Regions from separate parts of the Sus scrofa genome. Here regions 1 and 3 are each linked to region 2. Evidence: chromatin contacts called from public Hi-C and HiChIP or PLAC-seq data. All regions are on one chromosome and are shown on one strand. The core of a region is the stretch at or near the end of the contact, and the rest is flanking DNA. Distances in the headings are between cores, read along the strand shown. Region 1 overlaps CLEC16A (protein CLEC16A). Region 2 holds the start of RMI2 (recQ-mediated genome instability protein 2). Region 3 holds the start of DEXI (dexamethasone-induced protein).

Evidence for each region. Hi-C and Micro-C count contacts between places; a contact is called where the count stands out from the background. HiChIP or PLAC-seq counts read pairs in DNA pulled down with a chosen protein or histone mark.
Region 1: a contact with region 2 is called in a Hi-C map of fetal liver, with 3 times the contacts expected there. The contact joins the enhancer-like site here to the promoter of RMI2 in region 2. A contact is called at or near these places in 2 of 5 promoter capture datasets (fetal liver and liver), 30 of 47 Hi-C or Micro-C datasets (adipose tissue, alveolar macrophages, blood and 17 more) and 2 of 2 datasets of contacts at active chromatin or transcription factors (alveolar macrophages and skeletal muscle).
Region 3: a contact with region 2 is called in an H3K27ac HiChIP or PLAC-seq map of alveolar macrophages. The contact joins the promoter of DEXI here to the promoter of RMI2 in region 2. A contact is called at or near these places in 2 of 47 Hi-C or Micro-C datasets (epiblast stem cells and liver) and 1 of 2 datasets of contacts at active chromatin or transcription factors (alveolar macrophages).

What each region holds. Positions count from the first base shown.
Region 1 is chr3:32,123,982-32,127,630 of Sscrofa11.1, reverse strand. CLEC16A (protein CLEC16A) reads left to right here. Exons shown (of 25, transcript XM_021086617.1): 5 at 521-626; 6 at 1,908-1,913; 7 at 2,292-2,415. Among named protein-coding and RNA genes, the nearest start is that of CLEC16A, 33 kb to the left of the region's middle. Within about 2 kb of position 1,965, at least 19 of the 83 cell types and tissues checked have an H3K27ac peak or open chromatin away from gene starts, as enhancers often do. A contact at or near this core is called in alveolar macrophages and fetal liver, where this site is marked.
Region 2 is chr3:31,812,399-31,816,605 of Sscrofa11.1, reverse strand. It overlaps RMI2 (recQ-mediated genome instability protein 2), which reads left to right and starts at 1,737. Exons shown (of 2, transcript XM_003124595.4): 1 at 1,737-2,076. The coding sequence starts at 1,773.
Region 3 is chr3:32,158,558-32,162,379 of Sscrofa11.1, reverse strand. DEXI (dexamethasone-induced protein) reads right to left here and starts at 2,158. Exons shown (of 2, transcript XM_003124598.4): 1 at 1,205-2,158. The coding sequence starts at 1,638. The coding sequence ends at 1,351.

The sequences.
Region 1 (3,649 bases), core at 716-3,215, 310 kb before region 2:
AGATACCCGAGACCCTCCTCCTGCATGACAGTGTTTACAATTTTAGTATTTCAAATAGAGAAATATATGGTAGCTAATAGTCTCTGAAGGTAGTAAAACTTTGTGTTGCATTTTATTCATTGCAGTGGCATCTATTAATAATAACTAGCATTGCTGCCAACAGTTCGTTAATGTCATTTAATCCTAGCAATCGTGAAGTGGGAATTATTATCCTCATTTTATAGATGAAGAAATAGAGGCTTAGAGGCATTCATCGGACAGCTAGGAGGTGGTCAGACAGACCGTGAACCCGGGCCTGGTGCTGTCTGGACCCATTTCTGTTTCTTCCATGGTCTCCCCTTCCCATCCCTTCCCGTATGCCCCACTGGGAATGAACCACTGGCTTGAGGTTCATGTGGCCCTTCTGGTTTTGTTTGTTTGTTTTGTGTTTTACCGAGGCCTCTGATAAGATTCACCACGCTGAAGTGGGGCAGGCCTGACTTGTGTCTATAACTGATTTTCGGTACTTCTTGTGTTTTAGCACACTAACGACTTCGCCCTGTACACAGAAGCCATCAAATTTTTCAATCACCCTGAAAGCATGGTTAGAATTGCTGTAAGAACCATAACTTTAAATGTCTACAAAGGTAAGTTTCCGTGTGCGTGCGTGCCTCGGCTTCCTAACTTGACAGCAGTGCTTGCTCTCGTGGGTCCCTACCAACTGTTCTCTCGGGGTAACAGGAAGCTCGCTTATTATAGCAGAGGTTGCATGCCTTACAAAAAGTTCTCCTGGCCGAACGTTCAGCTACCCCATTTGCACGAATACTGCCTTCTCTGCGCACACTTAGTTCTGTGCGTGAAAGTCTCCATGCTGATACGTACAAGTCATAGTACCCTAAGAGCATCCACAGGATAATTAGAGAAAGCAAAGCTGTCTTTGAATTGTGAGATTGAAATATTTGCCCCTCAGCCTCTAAAATATACTTCAGTACAGCCAGGGGCTGTGTGATCTTTAAATAATGTGTGAAAGCATTTCACATCCCAAACAGCAGGGGGCAGTCTTGTATTCTCAACCGGCTGCAAAACCCAACAACAAATTCCTCCTTTCTTCCAAGAAACACTTAGTGCCTGAATGGAATCATTGCCTCCAGGAGAAAGCCCTTCCGGGGCCTCCTGCCCGCCCCAGCGCAAAGGCTGGCTGGAATTGCCCTCCAAGGCGACGGCCTTTCTGCCCAGCACGGGGGTTCTTTCCCATGTAGTCACCACATTGGAGCTGGGACCCCATTTTCTCAGGGACCAGATGCTTTGACTTTTGAGGGTTAACGAGGTGATTACTTGAGACGCCCCCTAATTGGGAGGGGGCGGGAACTCCTCCTCGGGAACTCACTCCAGCCTAGTTCTGGGATTGGGATTGCCTTAAATTGGAGAGCCTTTCTAAGAGCCTCGAGGGGTCGCAAACTCAGGGCCTGAGGGCCGAACCCAGCTCTCAGACAGGTTTTATGCGGCTTAGATATTTTTTGATAAAAGATAGAGTTGTCAGTATTTAAAACTTGGGAGGTCTCAGATGACTGCCTTGAAGGTGTAGATGTGGCTCTCCAGGGCCGCAGGGCAGTGCTGAGCTGGCGCCAGAAGCAGCTGCTACCTTTGGGGTGGAGGCCCGTGCTCCCCACTGTACCCGCCTGGCCTGCCAGTGTCTCACCGAGTCCCTGGCCAGCCCACGGCTTCTGTGTTTGCGACCTGGTCTGAGCCCCAGTCCCGACACTGCCGCCACCACCGTAGCCGCCTGCTCTCTGTCCTCTAAGCCGCGTCTCTCCTGCCCCAGCCCTCTGCCCCTGAGCAGCTGCCTCCCCTCCCAGCTCCTAACCCTGTTAACTGTTGTCTGTTTTTTGCCTTTCCTTCAATGACGATTCCCGTGTTCCTTATTCCAGTGTCATGTAAGTTAATAACTTCTGGTTTTCCGCTTTCTTAACGTGTCCTTACATGAAAATACAGGAAGCTTGCTTAAGAATGGAGTGGTTTCCATTGCAGACTATTTAAATGTACTGCTGCTAAGTGGGCTATCTACTGCACTGTTAACGTTTAGCCCAATTAATGTTATCAGTTATAAAAATAGCATGAAACTGCCTTGCTGAGTATAGTTTTCTGAATAAGGTAACCATTTTTAAGTACTTCCAGGAAAGACAGAAAGAGTCAGATTATAGTCGAGGGCTTTTTTCATTGTGGTTTTGTTTTGTTGTTGTTTTTTTAATCTCCCCCAAGTTATTTTTAGTAGCTTGACTTTCTTGTCTTTCTTCTTTTGTGCCTTTTCTCAGTGGATAACCAGGCCATGCTGCACTATATCAGAGACAAGACCGCTGTCCCTTACTTTTCCAATCTGGTCTGGTTCATTGGGAGCCACGTGATCGAACTCGATAACTGTGTGCAGACAGATGAGGAGTAAGTGACCCCCCGGGGGGCCTATTAGGTGACAGGGTGCCTGGGGGAAAATGCCTTTGTCATTCATGAAAAACACACACACTCACACACACTCACACACACACACACACACACACACACGAACAAAACTAACCCTTACATGTAGGTGGAATATGGACTTCCACACTCTGGAAGGTTCCACATATTGTCTGATGGCATTTGTATGAAATGCCCAGAATAGGCAAATTCATAGAAGCAGCAGATGAGTGTTTTCCTAGGGCTTGGGGCGGGGGAAATGGAAGGTGACTACCTGTGACTGTAGGGCTTTTTTTTGAGGGGAGGGGATAAAAATGTTCTAAAATTGGCTGTGATGGTGGACACTTCTGTGAATACACTAAAAGCATTGAATTGTATACTTAGGGTGCAGTTTTGGTATGTAAAGTATCTCAATAAATCTGATTTAAAAAAAAGATCACAAAAAAAAAAAAGAAAAAGAAAAGGAGTTCCCGTCATGGTGCAGTGGTTAACGAATCCGACTAGGAACCATGAGGTTGCGGGTTCGGTCCCTGCCCTTGCTCAGTGGGTTGAGGATCTGGCGTTGCCGTGAGCTGTGGTGTAGGTTGCAGACACGGCTTGGATCCCATATTGCTGTGGCTCTGGCATAGGCCGGTGGCTACAGCTCCGATTGGGCCCCTAGCCTGGGAACCTCCATATGCCGCGGGAGCGGCCCAAGAAATAGCAAAAAGACAAAAAAAAAAAAAAAAAAAAAAAAAATTAAGATGGTGATGAATAATTCCAGAGCAGGATTTCTCCAATTTCATGCTCTTGATCTAGATAATTCTAACTGGGTAATTCTTTGTTGGGGGGGGCACTGTCCTGTGTGTTGTAGGGTGTTCAGCATCTCTGGCCTCCACCCACTAGATGCCAGCAGCACCCCGTTTCCAGTCGTGATGAGCAAAAAATGTCTCCAGACATTGCCATATGTTTCCCTTAAGGAAAGACTGAGTCCGTTAAGAAGCGCTGCCCCAGAGTGACAGCTTTGTAAGATCTGGTGAGAGGTGCACCTCGGTGAGGACGATAAAGAGACAGCAAAGAGGGCTCCCAGAGGTGGAGAGAGAGGAAACACTAGCTCCCTTATTGGGAAGGAAAGAAGGCTGGGTGGATGGCACATCTGACCAGGCATTTGGGAAAACAAGGACCCAGAGAGGTATGAATGGTCATGGGTATGAAACATAATGAAACACTTAACTCCAGA
Region 2 (4,207 bases), core at 488-2,987:
GCTGGGAGAGCTGCAAGAAGGCATATGAAGCAGAGAACAGCATGAGCAAAGGTACGGAGACATCTGTGATGGGGAGGAGGGCCGTGGTGTGGGCAGTGAGATGGCATCTATGGTTCAAGGACCATGAAGTTTGGGGTCATTCGAACTTGGGTTGAGTCGTGGCTCCAGCCCTCACTCATCATGGGGCCTCAGGCTTGTCATTGCCCTGAACTTCAGTTTCATTATCTGTCAAATGGGGATAAGAAATGGGCTTATGCAAGTACAGCCTCGTCTGTTCCCACTCCTGGGTTTGTACTCTGTGTCCCAGCTCTTCTGAAATCCTGGCAGTTGGCTCAGTGTGTTGTGCTCCCTTCTCTCTGGGCCCTTCTAGTACATTTCTCTCTACCTGGAATGCTCACATTCCAGATGCTGGGATTACACCTTCAGGTTATAAGCTGGGCACTGATGTGTTCAGACGTGTGTTTTGGAAAGTTCACTCTGCCAGCAACACATCATGGAGTTGGAGGATCTGAAGGCCAAGAGAATGGTGGGAAATTCCCAGGCCTTTACTCCAGCTCCCTTCCCCATCGCTTTCCTGACCTTCAGAGGCCTTAGAGAAGGCCAGTGATGACCCACCAGGCTTGAAGGGGTGGGATTCTCTCTTGGTTAAAACCCTTGCTTCTTTTCAAGTTAGGAGCCTGGTTACCTTAAACTTAGGGCTGAGATATAGAGGCCAGGACCCCACAGAGGCTACTGCCAGAGGGACTGGCAAGCCACCAGCTTCTGTGAGCCTGTTTCCCCACCTTTGTAGAACAGTCCTTATAGGGTGTGTTGAGGGGGGTACATGGGTTTCTCATGACAAAGCTCTTAGGACAGAGCCGAGCTTAATTATGTCTTGGCTGTTTTAAAAACTGAGCTCTTACTGAATACTCTCTGTAAATCTGGTATTGCTAGAGGCCTAGGGAGGACAGTCTCCTGACAACTGGTCTTGATTTAAAAGATTGCTTGGTTTAGGTTGTGGATTTTGCTGATTGGGACCATGCAATTTTTTAGGAAGTAATTTTGAAACATGTGCAGAAAGATTTAGCTGTAAAAATCACTAAATCCTATTAGTGATTTATAAAGTGAAAAATTGGAAATAGCCTAATGTCCACCTATAGAATACTGATTGGTTAGATATTCTAGGGACAAATAGAACCTCATGCAGACAAGCAGATGATGAGACAAACAGAATCTTATGCAGTCAGTCAAGAGGAAGCAGAGAGATAGTTGCTGATATGGGAAGATGTTTATTATTAAGTAAAAGCACTATACAAAACAATATTTGTGTATAAAAATATAAATAAACATATATATTTAAAAACTCATACAGCCTTATCTCTCAACTCAATTCTCGATTCCTCTCAATAAACATGCCTCATCATGGCAACTATTCATTTCAGTATTTTCTAGTATTTTTTGGCCCCAGAGAACCGCTCTATGCTAGGCGATGTAAAGATGAATACTCACATTCTCCAGGTGACTTGCGTGCATGCCTAATTTTGAGGTGCGTGGAAACAAGGAGTTCTTTACTTCTCCTTCATTCATTTTTTTTCTCTTCTAATTCATTTCATCCATTCGTTCCCGGCTTGGGGGCGTTTATTTACTTTACATACGCATGCGCACTCTGGGGGCCGCGCGGTCTGGTGGCCCCGCCCCTCGGCGCCGCTCATTGGTCGGCCCCGGCTGCGCGCCCCTGATTGGTGGCCGCGGATCAGGCGCTATCAAAGTTGGCGGGAAAGCGGCGGGGCAGAATGGCGGCAGCGGCGTCCACGGACTCGTCTTCCGGCGGCGGCCCTGGGGCCGTGAGGCTGCCGCGGTCGCCGCCGCTCAAGGTGCTGGCGGAGCAGCTGCGGCGCGACGCGGAGGGCGGCCCGGGAGCGTGGCGGCTGTCGCGGGCGGCGGCGGGGCGCGAACCGCTGGAGCTGGCGGCCGTGTGGATGCAGGGCACGGTGGAGACGGCGGGCGGCGGTGAGGCGCGGCTGCGGGACCCGAGCGGGGCCTTCTCGGTGCGCGGCCTGGAACGGGTGCCGCGTGGGCGGCCTTGCCTCGTGCCAGGTAATGGCCGGGTTCGAACCCGCGGATGACCCTCTCGGTTTGTACCGCCCAAGGGCGGGGCCTGGTCTTTACCTCGCTGGTCCCCCGCCTGAATACCCTTCCTTCCTGCTCTTCTCCAGCTAAGCGCCACCCAAGCTGTTCTGATGATAAGCATCACCTGCTGCCCCGTTCAAAGTAAATTACAGGTCTTTCTTGGACGCCACGAGCCCTGCATCTGTGTTTGTAACAACACTCCCCTCCCTAGGGGTGATTCCTCCTCCTCCCACCCCTGTCACATTTTGGAATAATCACAGTGGGGAACTTGTGTTCATCCTTAAGGTCTGGACTCAGAGTGTACCTTGATTAAGGAAGCTCTCCTGAACCCCAGGAATGAGGAGTCCTGTTGTACCCCTCCTTCATGGAGCTGTCTTGAGCCTTAGTTCACTGTTTCCTTTATTTGTTTATTTATTTATCCATCCTTTTTAGGGCTGCCCCTGAGGCATATGGAAGTTCCCAGGCTAGGGGTCTATTGGGAGCTACAGCTGCTGGCCACAGCCACAGCCACGCCGGATCCGAGCTGCGTAGCTCACGGCAACACCGGCACCTTAATCCAGTTAGCAAGGTCGGGGGGATTGAACCTCAACCTCATGGTTCCTAAACCTCAAGATTCCTAGTTGGATTTGTTTCCGCTGAGCCACGACGGGAACTCCCCTGCCGTTTCCTTTTAAACCAGTGGTGCGCAAACTTACCCTGAGGGCTTGTTAAAACCTTTGATGACTGGGCGCCAGCCTCAGAGTTTCAGAGACTGTAGATCTGGGTGGGGCTGAGAATTTGCATTTCTAACCAGCTCCCAGGGCCTATGGGCGCCACTGGCCTGGGGGGTCACACTTTGAGAAATACTGAGCCAGACTACGGCAGGGTGGGGACTGTCTTTCTGACCCCTATTCTCAGCAGGAGGTTGAGCTTCCCGCCCCTGACCCTTTCTGACTGAGCTCCCTGGAGCACTTCGCTTAATCTTTCTGGACCTCTTTCCAAAGGGGAAATTCCTGCCTATGTGTGGATTCAGTACATTTTTTAAAAATGGCCTTAACATAGCTCCTAGCTCATAGGGTTCAAAAAATTGTGACCATTGTTTTTTGCTATGCAGTGCGCCTGCGCACGTGTCGCCCACCCCTCCCTCGCCCTCAGCCTCCCCCTCTGTCTGCCCTCCATTGATTGCAGTGTTAGCCTAGCCCAAGGTAGGCAAATGACCAGCCCTCATCTCTCTTTGCACGGCCTAGGAGCTAAAAATGTCTTTTACCTTTTCTATTTTGCCTTTCTTTTTTCTTTTCTTTTTTTCTTTCTTTCTTTTTTTTCTCCCCCCTGGTCTTTTTAGGGCAGAACCTGCAGCATAGTTCCCAGGCTAAGGGTCGAATCAAGCTGAAGCTGCAGGCCTTCGCCACAGCCCTAGCAATGCCAGATCGGAGCCACATCTGCCACCTACACCCACAGCTCATGGCACTGCAGAGGGCTTAGCCCTCTGAGTGGGGCCAGGGATCGAACCAGCATCCTCATGGATTCTAGTTGGGTTTGTTACCACTGAGCCACAAGGGGAATGCCTACCCATTTTCAAATGGTTGAAAAAAAAACAGATGATTTCACGTGGGAAAGCGTATGAAACTCAAATATCAGTCTCCATAAAGTTTTATTGGAACACAGTCGTTTAGATACTGTCTGGGGCTGTTTCCTGTTACAGCTGCAGGCTTGAATAGTTGAGACAGAGACCCTATGACCTGCAAAGCCTGAAGTATTTAGTATCTGGCCCTTTATAGGAAAAGGGTGCCGGCCTTTGGCTGTTTGGTGTCTTGGCTCCTCGGCAGTGCTCTTGTCTGGGACTGTCTCCTGTATCAGGCCCCAGCCCTGGCATATGGTTGGCACTGGTAGGTACCTTAGTGGGCATTGCATGTTGGTGAACCCATCTGATTTACCCACTGGCCTGGATGCATACCTGGGCCTGGCCATTTCCTCTTGCTGATGAATACCAGGGCTTGGTTGACTTGTTAGTCACTGCCTTCATGTAGGGAGTCAGAATAATAAGCCCCTAAAACACACCGCTGCGTTGTATGCGTGCGCCATGCGTGCAGAAAAGGGACCGCTGATCCAGGCCCGGGCA
Region 3 (3,822 bases), core at 909-3,408, 350 kb before region 2:
AAAGAAATCTCACTGTCAGCCCCTCAGGGAAGACCCTGCCCCCAGCACTGCTGCCCACCTTGTATCATCTTGACTGGTCATCTTGGCTAAGACAAGCAACAGAGGAGGAGGTAAACAGCGTGCTTGGGTGAATGGCACTAGCATCAATTTTCCGTAAGAAGCCCCTGCCCACCGCTTCAGTATCCCTGCTCCACTGCCACTCAGTGGAGCCACTCAGTGCCTAGCATCGTCCAGCTGAGGGGCTCAGTCAAGGAATTCCTGGGTGCCCAGTGAACCCTCACCAGTCCTCTCTCATCTAGTCCAGCTGCCCCTCCTCCTTGCTAGGACTTTGGCCAAGTCTTCCCCCTTCCTGGATCTTCATTTCCCTCCTACTAGCACACAAGGTGGGGCTGGACACAGTTTCCAGCTGGCGGCCTAGAGGCAGGACTTTAACGCCTCAGGGCAATGATCCCATGGTCCCTTTGCCTGCTGGCCAAAGAGCCCCTTGAGGCCTTGCAAACACTGCAGGCAAGGCCACGCCAGCACCAACCCCCAGCTTGCCTGGTCTGTGAAAGCAGCTTGCGAAACTGACAGCCCCTGCAGATTTGAGCTGCAGAACGGAACTGATGAGCGGGGCACCCTGAAACCTGACTCCAAAACAGCAGCCAAGCCAAGACCAAAGGAAGTACAACGTCCTTTGCTGAAGCAGGTTTTTCCTCTCAGTGTCAGCCGGGAGCCCTTGCTCTCAGTCCCCGGCCAGTCCTCCAAGGGGCCACAGGACAAAGGTGATCAGGGCCTGGCTTCCTACCTCTTTTAACACTGCAAGTCTTTATCCTTCCAGGACTAGTGGGAATTCCCCCAAAGCCAAGGTCACCATCAAGACAGGTTAAGGATGGGGGGAGGAGTTGACAGGTCTGCCTTAAATGGATTTGGGTGCAAAGGCTTTTCCCACAAGTTTTGGCACTTGGTACTATGGCTAACCAAGATGCCACTTAGGTCCTGCCTCCCTTCCCTTCTTCACCAGCTGTAAGCCTTGCTAAGGGGAAGCTTTCCTGCCCTAAGAGTCTCAAAAGAGTCCAGCCATTCCTGGCATCCAAACAGACCTAGGGGAAGTGGATGGAGGAATCAAAAGTCTGGGGTAGGGTTGTGTGTCCGGCTTGGGATGCCTCCCTCTTCCTAGCCAGCGCCCCAACCCGCCCTCATCCTGCGCAGAGAGGGCACTTACAGGCCTTGGAGGCCGGAGAGGGCCTCGTCCTGGGGGTCCCATCCCTGGCCTGACGGTGCCCTCAACCAGCAGCGGCAGCATGATCTAGGCGCTGGTCCAGGTCGAGGGTTGCGGGTCGTAGGGGGAGCGGGGGACAGCAGCCAAGCCTACTCCAAGTAACCATCGAAGACGTCGAGCTCCGAATCGGCATCGTAGAGGCCCGAGCCGGGGTCAGAGAGCACGCCGAGGTCCACGAGCGCCTGGTCCATGTCCTCGGGCAGGAAGACTAGGCCCACGTTAAGGACGATGTACTCCATGAGAAAGGCGTAGTATAGGATCAGCACATTGACGAAAAAAAGGCCCACGTAGAACATAGAGGGTAGCAGCGGCGGCGGCACGGAGGGGACCAGGGGGCCCAGCGCGTCCAGGTGGGCCGCGACCCGGGCGCCGGGCATGCAGGGGGCGGCGAGGGCGGCAGCAGCCCGGCGATCTCAGCGAGCTCAGCCGCTGCGGCGCCCGGCCAGCCGGCGAGCGGGCAGCTCAGCCATCCAGGGCCGCCCCGGGGCTGGCCGAGGCGGCGCTGGGCCCCGGCGGTGCCCCGGGGGATGTGCGTTGGCCCCTGCAGACGCACCCGGGCCCCCGAAACGTGCCAGGCGGGTCACCCCACCCCCAGAGGTGCCCACACGGCCCTGTAGATCTGCCCAGCGGTCAGGCGGATCCCCCTGAAGTAGCCGGCGGCTGCCCGGCTCCTCCGATGTGTCCCGCTCGCGCTCACGGGCCCTCGCAGCGCCTGCGGGGACCCTCGCCGCGGGTCATCTCAAGGGCCAGTCCCGGCGGCGGTCTCTTCAGCCGCGCCCAGCCGTTCCTCGAGCCCTCTCCGCGCCCCCGAAGGCCCAGCGCCCATAGCTGCGGCCGCCGCGTCGCTCTCCTGGTCGCATTCCGAGCACCGCCTCCGGAGCAGCCCCGCGCTGATTGGCCCGCCGCCCCAGCCTGCGCTGATTGGTAACCTCAAAGCCAACACTGATTGGCCCGAGCCGTCAGATGGGCGGGTACCTCCGCGCTCCGCCCCTCGAGGTGCTGGCTGCTGAGTTTCTTTCCTAGTTCCGGACTCAGAGCAGATCTGGAATACAATTTTCTCAGTGAATCCGCGACGGAGTAGGGGGAAGGGAAAGAGTTAGAACACATTTCAAACCTAGACGTATCCTAAGGCTACCAAAACTGAGGGAAACCTTGGTTTCATTAGCACCTGCTGGATTTGAGTATTGGCGCCAAGCCTTTTTGGGAGTCAATTTACCAGTTGAAAAAAGAGGCAGGGTCGGGGCGGTGGACCTTACCAGTGAAAATTTTGGATTTCCCTGAAGTGGCAAATTGTCCTCGGTGGGGAAGATCGACCAGTCCCCTTCATCTCTCCAAATTCTGGCTGCTGGAAGGTCCAGCCCCGCGGTACGGGGCGGGATGGGAGTGGGGGGAATCTGCGTAATAAGGCAGGTCAGGTCTGCAGCAGGAGAATTGCTTCTTGTTTTTACTTTGAGAAACTTGTTTTAAAGCAGTAATAATGCACGTGGTTTTAACCAAGAAATACACAGAAAAGTAATTTCCCTCTGATTCCCCTCCTCAGGGGCAACACCTGTACATCCACCAAGCAACTGATCTTGCCCAAAGCACCCTCCAAAGCAGTTAAGCAGGCCACACTGAGCTGGGTGCTTTACATGCATTGCTTAATTGCAGCCAGATGGGGAAGTGTAGTATGTCATCCCTTTCTACAGACGAGAAAACTGAGAAACAGAAGGACTCTGGAAGCTTCTGGGCCTGTGGGTGTTTGGAGGACAGAACCTGCCCTATTTTCTCCATGACTGTCTCTTGCTCCTTTAGGTGAACTGCAGAGCAAACCATTAATCCTCCAACTGGTGAAAATGAAACAAACTGTCATTCATTTATTCACTCTGCCAACACTTGTTGAACACCTATTATGTGCCAAACTTTGTGCTAGGCATTGGGGAGAACATTGGCTTCTTAGTCCAATTCTGTCCTAAGCGACACAGTAGACCTTTGATAACTATGAGGTGTAGAAATGAATACATAGGAAAAAAATTGCCTCCACAAAATTTCTCCCTCCTAATCCAGAAGAGAAATGTAGATACATCTTGGCTGGTGTAGGAAGCTGGGTATTTCCTTATTTTTAAAAACGTGGTTGTTTTGGAAATGGTATGGATTTTGGGTGAAGACCAGAGAACTCTGAAAGTACAGGACGTTCAATTTTGGTACATTGTTGCTTGAAGGCCTTTCAATATTTATTTTTTAATTTTAGTAGAAAAAGAAAAGTTGTGAGGATAATTCAGACTGTTACCAATTTGGTGCAGTTTTGTTCATGGGGGATAAAAACCAGGGTGCCTGGGTTTGAACCCTGGTTCTGCCCCTTAATAACTGTTATGACCTTGGACAAGTCAACCCTTCTGTGATTCAGTTTCCTTCTGCTAAAAACAGAGATAATAGTACTCACCTCAGAGGGTTTTTAAGAGAATTAAATGACAATATATGTAAGCCGCTTAGGGCAGTGGCACATAGTACGCCAAGCAACAGGTATTCTTATTCTTATCATAAAGCTAATAATTATTAATATTGTGGTAACTTTTATTCAC